2 separate regions of the Sus scrofa genome follow, and region 2 is linked to region 1. A link is a contact called in public Hi-C data. All regions are on one chromosome and are shown on one strand. Each heading gives the region's core, a stretch centred on a gene start, on an enhancer-like site or on the middle of the called end of the contact. The rest is flanking DNA. Distances are from core to core; before and after follow the strand shown.

Region 1 (6,164 bases), core at 2,593-5,092:
AGTAAGCTGTTGGTTATGTCATTTGCCCACAAGTAGGCAGACCTCGATGTTTTGCAGTCATCCATTACCCAAAAATGGTATCATGAACACACACACACACACACACACCCAGCAGTACACTGCTTCTCCGGTCCCCTCACCCCCCCTCATCTCCCCAACCGGCACAGACTCCAGAAGCAGGGCTGGACACAAGGGAATGACAAGCAGGAAAGATACAATCCACACTGAACCAAACACATAAAATTTTAAATACTCCAGTAGTTTTTCACCTACAAAGAAAGTACAGGGAAATGTGGCTGGCTGGGGGATTTGATCCAGCTAATAAGTTGATAGGACACACTTTGGAAGTTAAATCTAAAATGACAAAACCAGAAAGCCGAGGAGTTCGCACAATTCCACTGCTGAAGTGTTTCATCGCAGGTATTTTATTTGAATTAATTTCAATTTACAGCTAAATGTCAAGGAAAATTGGTTTGTTTTCTATATTGCATTATGTGTTGTACCCTAAGGCCTTCAGGCCCTGAGTAACTTATAAATAAGTAACATTTTCTCCTGATTGTTATGTAAAATCATTCCCCAGCTTGTGCTTCCTGCAGTCCCTAAAGGAAACAGAATCCCAATGTTACAAGAGAATAAGATCTATAAACCATAGCAAACAGTTCCTGAAAGCAGACCAACAAAATGCTAAGAGAGTAGGCCTCTGTCCCTTTATATTTATGGTTGTATCCATACGGAGGCTGGGATTCAAATTTGTAAAACCCCAAACAGACCTGCAAGGTATAACTAGTCTCCACTCCTAGAAAAATCATATGATTAACCTAAGAAGAGGAAAGAATAAACAACAGCATTGCTCTAGATTTCAGCTTCAGAAAAATGGTAAGGATTAAAAAATCCTGTACTTTTATCTTAAAACCATCAAATGAGCACAATGAGGCAAGCTACCACGAAACTGTTATGATCAAATGTCACTAATTATAAGTGACACTTCTCTGATTACCTACTGAAGCTTTTAAGTGAAAGCTGGAATCAGCAGTACCTTTTTGTCCTGTATACTCTGACAGTGTTGAACTTCAAGGCCAAGGCAAGGAGTCCAGTTCAAGACATGCCTCCTCTTTTTGGTGACCCTTTTGTATTCCAAGAAAGGGCTAACAGCAAAGGGCCACTCAGCCTTGGAATATTCTGAGCTAAGACCCAACTGGACCTTCTCAAATGATTCTCCTGTTTTATCAGAGTTTCTCTCTCTACCTTGTGACTTTGCTCATTAATGAAAGTTTTCTCTACTGCAACAGCCTGAATAAAATGCCCACTACATTTGCCCTTTTACTATAATAATGTCCAAACTGCTCAAGTAGAGCTATGGTAAACCTTGAAATGGGATTGAAAGTACCTGGCGAGCTCATTAAACTACAGTTTGTGTTAAACCCAAGGGCCTGGAAATTCTTGGAAAGTTCAGTAAGGGCTGACTCAAAAAAAAAAAAAACCAAAACCCCTGTTTGAATTTTGGAAGTCTTTCTTTTATAAGGACACAACTCAAACAGGCTTGGCTGATTCAAAAAATTTGTGAAACAAATCATTATGTCACAAGCGAAGACATTTATCTTCAACTCACGGATTTCAAAAGCCATAGAGGCCTAGGAAGTAGGCAACTACTGAAATGACATAAAATTTAAACTGCTTGAAATTGCTTTCACAATTTAAACTCTGTTTTGATTTTAGCATCATTAACTCTCTTAGCCATCATTTAAGAAACAAACTACGAGGCATGAAGATGCTGCTGCCCATACACTATCCATGAACCAGGCAGCTGAATTTTACGTCCCAAAGCAAAAGGACTGACTTGACTCAACCACAGTCTCCTTAACTACCCAATAACCCACCTAAGAAGATGACAAGAGCAGAAGGACGCACAGAAAAAAAAAGATATGCAAAGAAGGCAAATGTCACTTCTTTTCAGGTGTCCTCACCAGACTTATCGCTCCGTATTCTTCAAAGCATTTGTCACTGAGCACACTTCCAAGGCAGCCACGATGACATGCAGTGATAAATTTTTATCTGCTCAACTCATTAAAATGAAAGTGGGCCTGGGTCGTATCCGATGCATTCCCAATGCCTACATGATACACCCGAGCAAACTGTGCGTCCACTGCGTGGGTCATTATATTCTAGAACAGTGCTTGACACATAGGAAGCAGCCACTAAACATTTGTTGAATGAATCAATTAATGCCAACTGCTGTTTCTGTTGTTATTTCTACTGCTTGGCTGGAAATGGTTAGGTTTCTGTTAGGTGTAGAATTAAATAAAATAGTACCTTCTTTCTGCCTCAATTATCATTTAGACTTGTCGAAATTTACAGCTTCATTTTACCAAGCCTAAGGATGCCCCAAGAGCAGTAAATGTACCTTTTATTCTCTTTCAAAAGCCCTAGTACAGTATAATACTGAACATATAGGGCTAGGGTTCAGCTGCGGTGTGAGACAGGCTTCTAAGTTTCTAAGGTCCCAAAGAGTTCACCATTCTCTCCAAAGAGCCAAACATACCCAGGAGTCCCTCTTGGGCAGAATTCACTTATCCACAGTATCCAACTGCCCCCGCCACCATCCACCTAAACCCTAAATGTTTAAACATTTTTATCTAGGAAATAGTGAACTGGATCGGGCTAGTAACTCTATTGGTTCATAATGTTTTCACAGCTTGTCAGTTTTAAGCAAAAGAAATGAAAAAGCCACATCCAGGATCAAAAATTAGACACACACGTTAGGATATGAAAGTAAAGCTAGACCGCCCAAGCGGAGAGCTTAGCGCTGGCTGAATCACCCAGCTTAACTTCAGAGACCCGCTCCTGAAAAGAAAAAGACATCTGGCGATTTTGGTCTGTGGTGGGAAGCGTGGAGCCTCACTGAACCTTCCTGGTAAAGGACCTCCCTGTGGATGAGCATTTCCACTCAGTCCCCAAAAGACTGGAAACACCAGGCATGCCTACTTCGTAGCCGTTTGCAACAACATGGATGGACCAGGAAGGAGGGTAGCACACTTAGTGAAATAAGTCAAAGACAAAGATTGTATATTATCACTTTCCTCTGGAAGCTGAAAAATAAAACAAACTGGTGAATATAACAAAAAAAGAAACAGACTACAGATATAAGAGAACAAACGTGGAGACCAGTGCGGTGGGGGTGGGGGTTTGAGGGAATGGGGTAGGAACAGTATAGGGGTAGGGAGTTAAGAGGTACAAACTATTATGTATAAAATAGATTAGCTACAAGGATATATTGAACAACACAAGGAATATAGCCAATATTTTATAACAACTATAAATGGAGTAAAATCTTTAGAAATTGTGAATCACTATGTTGTACACCTGAAACTTTATTATATGCTACACCTCAACACGTACACAGACACACACACATACATACTTACACACATACCCCCCACTGATAGCTGGTGAATGATGATCAGTGACAGGCTTTGGATCCAGAAAGTAAGGACTAAGGTAAAAATTAATTATTAAATGGAACCCTGCAAAACACTATATGCATGGGGGGGATACAAGTACTATAAATTCATATGTAAATTAAATGCTGTTATTATGCCAAGGGGTTAAGGAAAAAAAATTAGACTATTTCCTCTCCAAGAATTTGTAAATCCCTCTTCAACAGAATGGAATGGAAATTTTAAAATGCACCCCCCACTCATCTGCAAAAGCCACCATTTAAATGAAAATGCCTGCCTAGCATCACAGAAACCTCCAGCCAAAGTTCGATCTTCTCTATGGGTCTATTAGGGGACAGGCAGGGTGAGGGTCTACTGGGAACAGGCAGAGAGCTGGGGAGACTTTGAGGACAGGACCAAAACAAGCACTTGGTTCACTAAACAAAGTAACAGAACAGTGCCGGTCATCCTAAGGAAATCTCCCCAGCGCCCTATTCCTGCTTCTCCTTGTGAAGGGCTGTGTCCAGGCACCAGCGCTGAGCTAAACAACACCGTGACCACAGGCCACAGACAGGTCTGAGTACTTGTAAGGTGGCCAGTGTGGCTACGGTACTGTATCTTAAATTTTATTTCATCTTCAGTGATTTAAATTAAAATGACAATGCAGCTAATGGAAAAGTTTTCATTGTATTTAAAACCATCTGAATCTACTTTTTCAACTAAGCTCTGGTACATGTATATACACATCAAGTATTGCTAAGGGAATCATACTGTCCAAATTGAGATGCGCTTTAAGTGTAAAAGATACCTGATTTCAAAGATTAAGTATAGGGAAAAAGGTAAAATATCTCATTAGTAACCTCATATTGACTACCTGTTGAAATAATAATATCCTGAATAGATTCAGTTGAACTGAATATCATTAAAATTAACTCAATTAAATGTAATTAATTTATCAATTAAAATTAATTTTATTTATGCAAGAATAAACCGCATTATTAATATCAATTAACCCTACTTCATTTTATTCTTTTAAATAGCTATTAGAAAAATGTTAATTGCCTATGATTCACATTATATTCATATTAGCACCACTCTTCAAATTCAAATCAGCTTAAACTTTCAACTTTAAAATTCCCTCTTAAACTTTTTTGTGCCTGGACTTTGGTAGCTGGATGAAACCCATAGGCCCTTCTTGGAATGATGTTTATGAAAGAATAAAATAAAACGTGTAAGAATATAAACGAAATCAATTATAGTGAAATACAGTTGGCCTAAATACTTCCAAAATAATTTTATAACTTTTTTTAAGGCATTGAAAATCATAAATAAATAGTGATGAGTCTACTAACTAGTGTAATTTCTAACTAGAGATAAGCATGAATGGAACTGTCACGCCATATTAAAATATCCGTGATTTCTACTGATGGCAAAGTCTTGGGCATTGTTTATGCTGCTCTGGTTTGTTGCCTACATTCATAATTGAAGGAAATGCTCAAGTTCAGTCCGGGGTGAGGGAAAATGTAGATTTAATTTTTACCTTGCCAAAATGTACCCTGATTTCCCCCCTCTGACTCCCCTGGGGATCCAGGGACTCTAGGTTAAGGGAGCTGTTTAAAACATGGCGAATTCCTGAGTCTGTTTGTCAAAGAGGATCCCTACCCTAAGGATGTCATTTTACCTTGGCTCATTCCTGTTCATGTGGAGCTCATGACTCACAATTCCTGTTTTTGACCACAACCAAACCAATATTACAAGGAAGCGCATGCACTTGTTTTTTTCCGATACTTTTGCTCTCCAAAGGGAACAGGAAGAGTGGTAAGGAATGTATATTTAAAAGGGGGGGAAAAAAATCTTAACTACGTAGTACCAGAAAACAATTCTTTCAATCTCATGATTAATTTCTATGTGTCAAAACACTCAGCAACCAGTAAGACCACATAAATTTCGGTGGCACTTAATGTAATTGCACAAAGCATCTCCCAGTTTATTTTCATTTATGGGTGCTTCTACAATACTTATTATCTGTGAGGCATTATTCTATGGACTCCAAGTGTTAACTCCTTAATCCTTAACACAGCCCTATGACTAGAATACTATTAGTATTATCCCCTTATGACGAAAGAGAAAACTGAGGTGCAGAGAGAGGTTAAGTAACTTTCCCAAGGTCACACAGCTGGGCTTCCAAAAGAGCACAGCTGCCTATTGTATTTTCAAGGTGAGGACTATACCAAACAAAGGAACCTTAAGGCTCTATTCATTACAAGTGAGCTAAAGTTTGATTTGGTTTTACCACCTTCTCATTTCTAAATCACTCCCTGGAAAAGTAAAACTAGATGAGGTAAGAAAGGCCAGCTTGATAACTTCAAGCCTATTCACAAACAGGGTTCAAAATAAAACCAAATGCCTTTCTTTGTCTGTGACAAAAAATAAGCTCCTCAGTATCTTCGGGCAGAGAGTGCTGTGCCTGGCATTTCTTCCACTCATATCTATATGGGCCAGGAGAATCTAGGCGTGTGATAAGCCAACTTTCAACTTCATCACACCAGCTCAAGAGACATTACACACACTCGCAGGACTGCACCAGCAGGAGGATGACCAAAACCACAGTCACTGCTGACACCCTGTCGCCAGGGTCAGGGAGACTCCACCTCTGTCAAGCGCTCAGCCGAGAACTACGGTCAGCAAAACCAGCCCTACAGGTGTATCCTGGGAGGCAGGTGTACAAGG
Region 2 (6,164 bases), core at 2,187-4,686, 93 kb after region 1:
TTATCTAATATGATTAAAACACAGTAAAGAAAACACAGGAAGAGCAATTCTGTAACATAATTTAAATCATAGTCTCATTATGAAAGAGAAAGCTGATGAGATGCTTTTTTGTGACATCCTTTTGTAATGAAGATGTTAGATGGTCTGGCAGTGCCTGTTGTCATCATTACAGGAAATAGTAACTTCCACATCTCGGTGGATTCCAGGCCATTCTAGTGTCCCCATCCACATCTTTATTCTGTCTCATTGCATAAGAACAAGTAGATGTACACACACACACACGTGTAGCATACAGAATAGTTTTAGGTGAAGGGAAATAAGATGGGGAGACACTACAGAACCCAGAAGTGTCTGATTCCAAACACACTCAGTCATCTGACCAATCCTTCCAAAGTTCCCTGGGACAACGCCTCCCGATCTTTGGTAACTAGTGGAAGGAGGCTCAGCCACGTGCAGTAGCTTGCACACTGAGAACAAGTTCCCATCAGACCCATTAGACATCAGCAGACCCCGAACTGGATAGGCAGGTACTCCCGCCTGACCTTCCACCAGCCCTTTCTCCAAAATGCCCCTGCACAGTGACCTGCAGCTGATCCCATCAAATGCATTAACACAGTTATTTTCTCTACAGTCCTATCAAGTCCTAATAATCCAAGTACTGGTATTTGCTTCACAATTCAGGTTCCTGACATTGAAACCTAGATTCAGAAATAAATAACTGCCCCAATTCAGTTTAAACGTAATAATAGCCCATCTTTATTGATCACTTGCTGTGTGCCAGGCACTGTTTTGCACTTAGTAGTTTACCTAATACAAGAAAGCCAGTTTACAGATGAGAACAGTTTACACGTTCTCAGTTTACAGATGAGAACAGTTTACACGTTCTCAGGTGAGGTAAGGTGTTGGACCTCAGGCAAAGCTGGGGAGATGTAGAATGAAGGAAGTACAGTCTCTCCCTTCAAAGAGCTTACCACAGTGTACGGAAATAAGGGGAGGGCCCTAACTCATAATTCAGAGTAAGTAAAAAACCACAAGATACACCTTTAGGGGAGTTCAGAGGAAGAAGGATTTATTCGTCCTGGCAGGATGCTGGAGGGCTTCTTGGAGGTGTCCAAGTAGAAGATGAGGACATAAATAGAAAGAGCTTTCCAGACCGCTCAGTCACTCAGCTCCCAAAGCTACCAACTCTTCTCTTAGTTCCCTTGCTCCATTTCACCTGGAACAGGCCTGCTTCCAAGATAGGATCAGCTCAGCCCAGCCCTCCTTTCCTCTGACACATTCCTCCAGCTGCTGCTTGCCCTTCCAGGCCTACAGGCACATATGGGAACTTTTCACCAAGGCTCACTCTGGTGCTTTCATGGGGGAGAAGCTGCATCATCGGTAAAAGGGACCCCTTTAAGGGAATCCAGTCCTTCTGCACCGGATTATATCAGACAGTCCCTAGCCTGCACCAAGCTAAGTCGTAAGGGACTCCCACCACCAGCAGCCATCAGAAAGGTCATCACTCCTCTCCAGGCTTCCGAGAGAGATGAATTTGCTCCTCCTCCCTCCTCTCAAACACATTCCCTGGGTCATCCCCCAACCTCTTCCTCATCAGGGCTTAAAGCTCTGCAGCAAGGGCTCAAACCCTCACTCCTTTGTGACCTTGGGCAAGTAACTGAACCAACTCCAGCCCCAGCTTCCTTATAATATGGGGTTTATGAGAACAACTCGCTCTCAGAATTGTTGTGAATCAGAATAAGGCAGTGCAAGGAAAGCACTGTACAAAGAGACTGGAACGAAAGAGCAACTATCAACATCATCACAGGGATGATGTTGGTGGCAGTATAAACTTGGGCTTGACTGGCGCTGAAATACCCCCTCCACTCTCTTCCCCCACCGCCACCCACAAGCCTGCGGCCCGGCAGCACGGAGGAGACACATGCGTCATCCAGCTGTGGAGTGAATGCAGGATCTTCCGGCAGCGGGCTTTGGGACCTAGGCAGTGATGCCTCAACCCACCTGGGCTGCTGCGGGGTGAAGGTTATTTTCTGATGGGGGACGTCCAATAAGCAAAGACCCTTCCCTCCTTCGTACCCATTCTCCAGGTGGAAACAGACAAGCGGCCAAAGAACGCAGCAGCTGCGCCAGCGGTAACGACCCCCCAGGGAGCCAGAAGAACGTCCCCTAGCCCCGGCTTCAGTTCCCCAACTCTCCTCCAGATGCGGGAGAAGCTGCGCCGCACTTGGTGGCTGAGATAACAGGTTGGCAAACCCGACCTGCGAAAAAAATCTCCGCGCTTCCCCGCGCAAACCTAAGCCCCTCTTCCCTACTCAGGTGGGCAAACAACCTACAATCTCTCAACAACTTTGTGTATTTCACCAACTCAAGGCGCTTGGCCTCAACTTCCCCTCTAAGCCGGGTTTGCCGGAGAAAAGCGGGAAATTGGGGATGGGGGGAGGGAGTCTCCACAGGCCGCTCCCCTTTTCTGGGGGCGCCTTCCGGAGGCGCGTCCCGTCTTACCTTGTCTGACGGCTTTGAAGGTGACCGCCTCCTTGAAGCTGTCGATGACTCCCAGTACGTCATAGCGGGGCAAGCCGGACACCCGGATCCCCTGGACCTCCAGAAGCAGCTCCCCCTCGCCCAGCCGCGGGCCCTCGCCGCCGCCAGGAAGCCCCGACGCCTCGGCCGCCGCCACCGCTCCGACATAAGGAAACTCTCCATTCTCCGCGCCCCCCAGCACGGTCACCCCCAGCTCGCCCTGGGGTCCCCGCTTCACGGTGCATTCGTGAACCTTGCTAGTCCAGTGATTCTTCTTCTGGATCACTTTTGACATGATGAGTTACACCCCTCTTCCCCCCCACAAAAAAAATAATAAGTGAGAGACAGGTGTCCCTCCGCAGCACAAGCCCCCCCCCCAGGCCCTCGCTGGTTCATGGGAGAGACATCTCCCCCCAAAAAACGCAACGGGAGAGAGAAACTTGGCAGCCTCGCTCGCCGCACACACTCGCGCACTCAAGCCATCATAAAACAAACTTTCTGGGCTTCCCCGCGAGCCCTGCACAGGCGCCCGCGAGCTTTGTTTGCATTCCGGTGCTTCTCCGTCCACGTTCCGGCGCCTGACCGTGCTCTCCCGGACCAGAGTCCACTCTGCGCCGCTTGGGTTATTTTTTTTCCTTCCTTCCTTTCTTTCTCGCCTCTTAGAAATGCGGTGTCTCCTCTTTGCCGCCCGCCTGGCTCGCCTTTTCTCGTTGGCGGGTTGTTCCTGAGCGTGAGGGAAGCCCTTCCAGCCAGTTGCTGGGAGCCCAGGAGACGCGGTAGCGAAGCGGGGGTTGGGGGACAGGGGGGAAGTGCCAGCGGCCCCTTTAAGCAGATACAAAGGCTCTGCTTGTTTTGTTACAGTTCATTCTATTCCGCGCCGCCGAGCGCAGCGGCCGGCGAAAGGAGACGCGCGCGCATGCGCACCGCGGCCTCCAGCCAGCCGGCCCGCCCCACCCCGCCTTCCCGAAGGGAGAGATTCCAAAGTGCTTCCCGTTGGGTCCTAAAACCGATCCGCCAGGAGCAAGCAATTTACCCTCCTTACCACACACCTCTGATTCCTCCTTTTCTTTCAGTTCCCTGGGCTCAGCAATTTCTTTCGGGAGTTTGGGGGAAGCGCACGTGTATTACTCCAACTGTTTGAAACTTTTGAAAACATAGGCCAGTTTGGTTTTGGCATTTTAAAATCATTTAAAACAGGTGGGGGTTGGGTAGGCTCACCACTCGCGCTCACACTCACGCACACAAGCACGCGCTCACGACGGCCTAAGCCTCACCACCGCCTTCAGCCAGTGGCTGGCCACGCTGTTGGTCACCCAGCCCCGGGCGCCTGCCTTGCAACCCCCACCCCGACCCCCGCCACATTTCAATCTAAAACCCTGAACCAAACCCAAAGGCGTGCGTCGGCCCCCCCCCTTCTCCCCGCCTGCACTGCGCCCTTGGGTTTGGGTCGTGGAACTAGACTTGCCCCTGTCTCTGCGACCCTGGGGAAGGGGACTCTTGGATTCCCCAACTGGGATCCCTATGAGCGTCACACGCTCACACACACACACACACCACACACACGCACTCAAACTTTGAGACCAACTTTTTTGGACGTGGGAAAACTAGACCAGGGAAAGAAGCCAAAGGCAAGAGGGGATTCGGGTCTTCAAGTGAAAAGAGGTCTAACTTTTTAACTCCCTTGTGGGCAGAGATTTCTGGAGCCAGGCATTGGTCCCAGGATCAAATTCCCGACTGAGCTGGGCAGCCTTCGGACCCGCCCGGGGCTAGGAGATAAGAATCACCCCCAGATCTGGGATCTGCACCCGCGTCCTGGAGCCCGCGGGAGCGGGGGCGCGGCAGACACCTATTGGAATTCTCAGCCCCGGGCTTGGGGCTGCCTTCGGCGCCGCCCGGGGGCGTGGGGGTGAGCCAGCTTCAGTTCCTGCCAGGTTTGGGAATGTGCTTCAGGGCTGCGGACTGAAAGAATAGCCTGCACCATCAAGGCTGCCCTCCCTAAATACTCCCCAATCGGCCTGAGCGATAGTCTCCCAAGCATTTTCTTTTCTTCTGTGATTTATAACTTGTTTATTCATCTTTGGTCCCAGGAAAGATTGCAAGTGCTAAATAAGGAAGGGGAGTGTAAGGGACTCAGAAAGGAGGGAGTGCCACAGCGGTCACGGTTGAGAGCCTTTCTCTGGGGTTTAGATCCCCACCAGTCCAGTCTCTGTGACCTTGATCAAGCACGGGGACCCCTCAGTGCCTTAGTTTCTCCCTTATTAAGTACATATAGCAATACCTCACTAGGTTCTTGGGTGTATTATGAGGGAGAAGAGCTTGCATACGATAAAAATTTGGTGTAGTAGTAGTATAGTATTTGGAAAGAAAATTAGGAATCATTTGGGATTTCAAATTAGATGATACCAATAATCCCTCCTCGCCTTTACGAAACTTAAAATATACAGGCATACATGGAAACACTTTAAAGCTCTGATTGTAGGGTGCTATTCTCAGCTAATAAAAATAAGAGAGGAATGTTGATGCTTCTCTCTTGGGATATCCAGAAATGAAAAATCCCGTTGCTTTGTAGTATTTGTAAAAGAAGGAAGTGACCAATTTTCCATGGCTCTTCTTGGTGAAGAAAATTTCATCTTCAGCCTCTTTTCTTGGAAGCAATCTATTTGAACTGGATCAAAATGAGTGAGAGCTTCAAAAGATCCATTTCCAAACACAGATCCAGCCAGTCAGAATCTCAGGGATGGACTCTATCATGGGGACTTTTCAGGTTCCCCTTAAGTGGTGCTGTTACACAATATGGAGGACCATAGTTATAGCTTCTTGATTCCTGAGCTGCTTTTTTTTTTTTTTTTTTTTTCTTTCTTTCTTTCTTTTTTTTTTTTTTTTTTCTTTTTTGCTTATAAATCACAGAGCCTTTTAGGAGAAGAAATCTGTGGTCTGCTTCTTTCTGCAGAGTGTAAGCTCCAGGAGGGCAGCACATACGTTTTGTCAGTTCGGTTTACTGATGTATTCCCAGTTCCTAGAACACTACCTGGTCCCTGGTTAATGCTCAAGTGTCTGGTGAATTAATCCTCCCCCTAAAAATGCACATTTTTGCATACTGCCTTAGAGTGAAACCACAGATTCCCCTATAAGTCACTAGCAAGCTTGACCTTGTATGTTCCCCACTCCATGTTCTAGGAGTCAGATTGCTTGCCAGGAATTTCCCCACCTGCCTCCAATCAGTGGTCCCCTACCTCCTACCTCAATTTTACATGGAAGAGTCCAAAGGATGGGCAAACCACATGGTTTACAATTCCTCCCACTGGCAGCAGCACCATCTTCCCTCTCCTGGATTCCACATGTCCCTGAGGATGAGAAGAGGAAAGGACTTGCAATTTAGCCCACTTCAGATTTTAGATTGGAATAACACATGCCCACCATCCACCCCCATCACCCACAAAAGAAGGGGTACCTGAGAGTACAGATAGCAGGGTGGAGGGATGGAGACATATTATAATCCAGGAACATAAAAAGAAATAATTCGAAACTCCAAAGCAGCTGAGACTTCCAATTTCTAGGCATTAAGTTTATGATGTCCTCAAACTCTCTGCTCCTCCTCTAACCTTTTCTGTCTACTCTTTCTCCTGGTCCATTTCCTGTATCCC

Evidence for each region. Hi-C and Micro-C count contacts between places; a contact is called where the count stands out from the background.
Region 2: a contact with region 1 is called in a Hi-C map of epiblast stem cells, with 1.7 times the contacts expected there. The contact joins the promoter of MAGI1 here to the enhancer-like site in region 1. A contact is called at or near these places in 1 of 5 promoter capture datasets (liver), 11 of 47 Hi-C or Micro-C datasets (embryonic fibroblasts, epiblast stem cells, fibroblasts and 4 more) and 1 of 2 datasets of contacts at active chromatin or transcription factors (skeletal muscle).

What each region holds. Positions count from the first base shown.
Region 1 is chr13:47,471,134-47,477,297 of Sscrofa11.1, forward strand. All of the region lies in intron 1 of MAGI1 (membrane-associated guanylate kinase, WW and PDZ domain-containing protein 1), which reads right to left. Among named protein-coding and RNA genes, the nearest start is that of MAGI1, 94 kb to the right of the region's middle. Within about 2 kb of position 3,843, at least 4 of the 83 cell types and tissues checked have an H3K27ac peak or open chromatin away from gene starts, as enhancers often do. A contact at or near this core is called in epiblast stem cells, where this site is marked.
Region 2 is chr13:47,564,704-47,570,867 of Sscrofa11.1, forward strand. It overlaps MAGI1 (membrane-associated guanylate kinase, WW and PDZ domain-containing protein 1), which reads right to left and starts at 3,437. Exons shown (of 22, transcript XM_021070801.1): 1 at 2,503-3,437. The coding sequence starts at 2,815.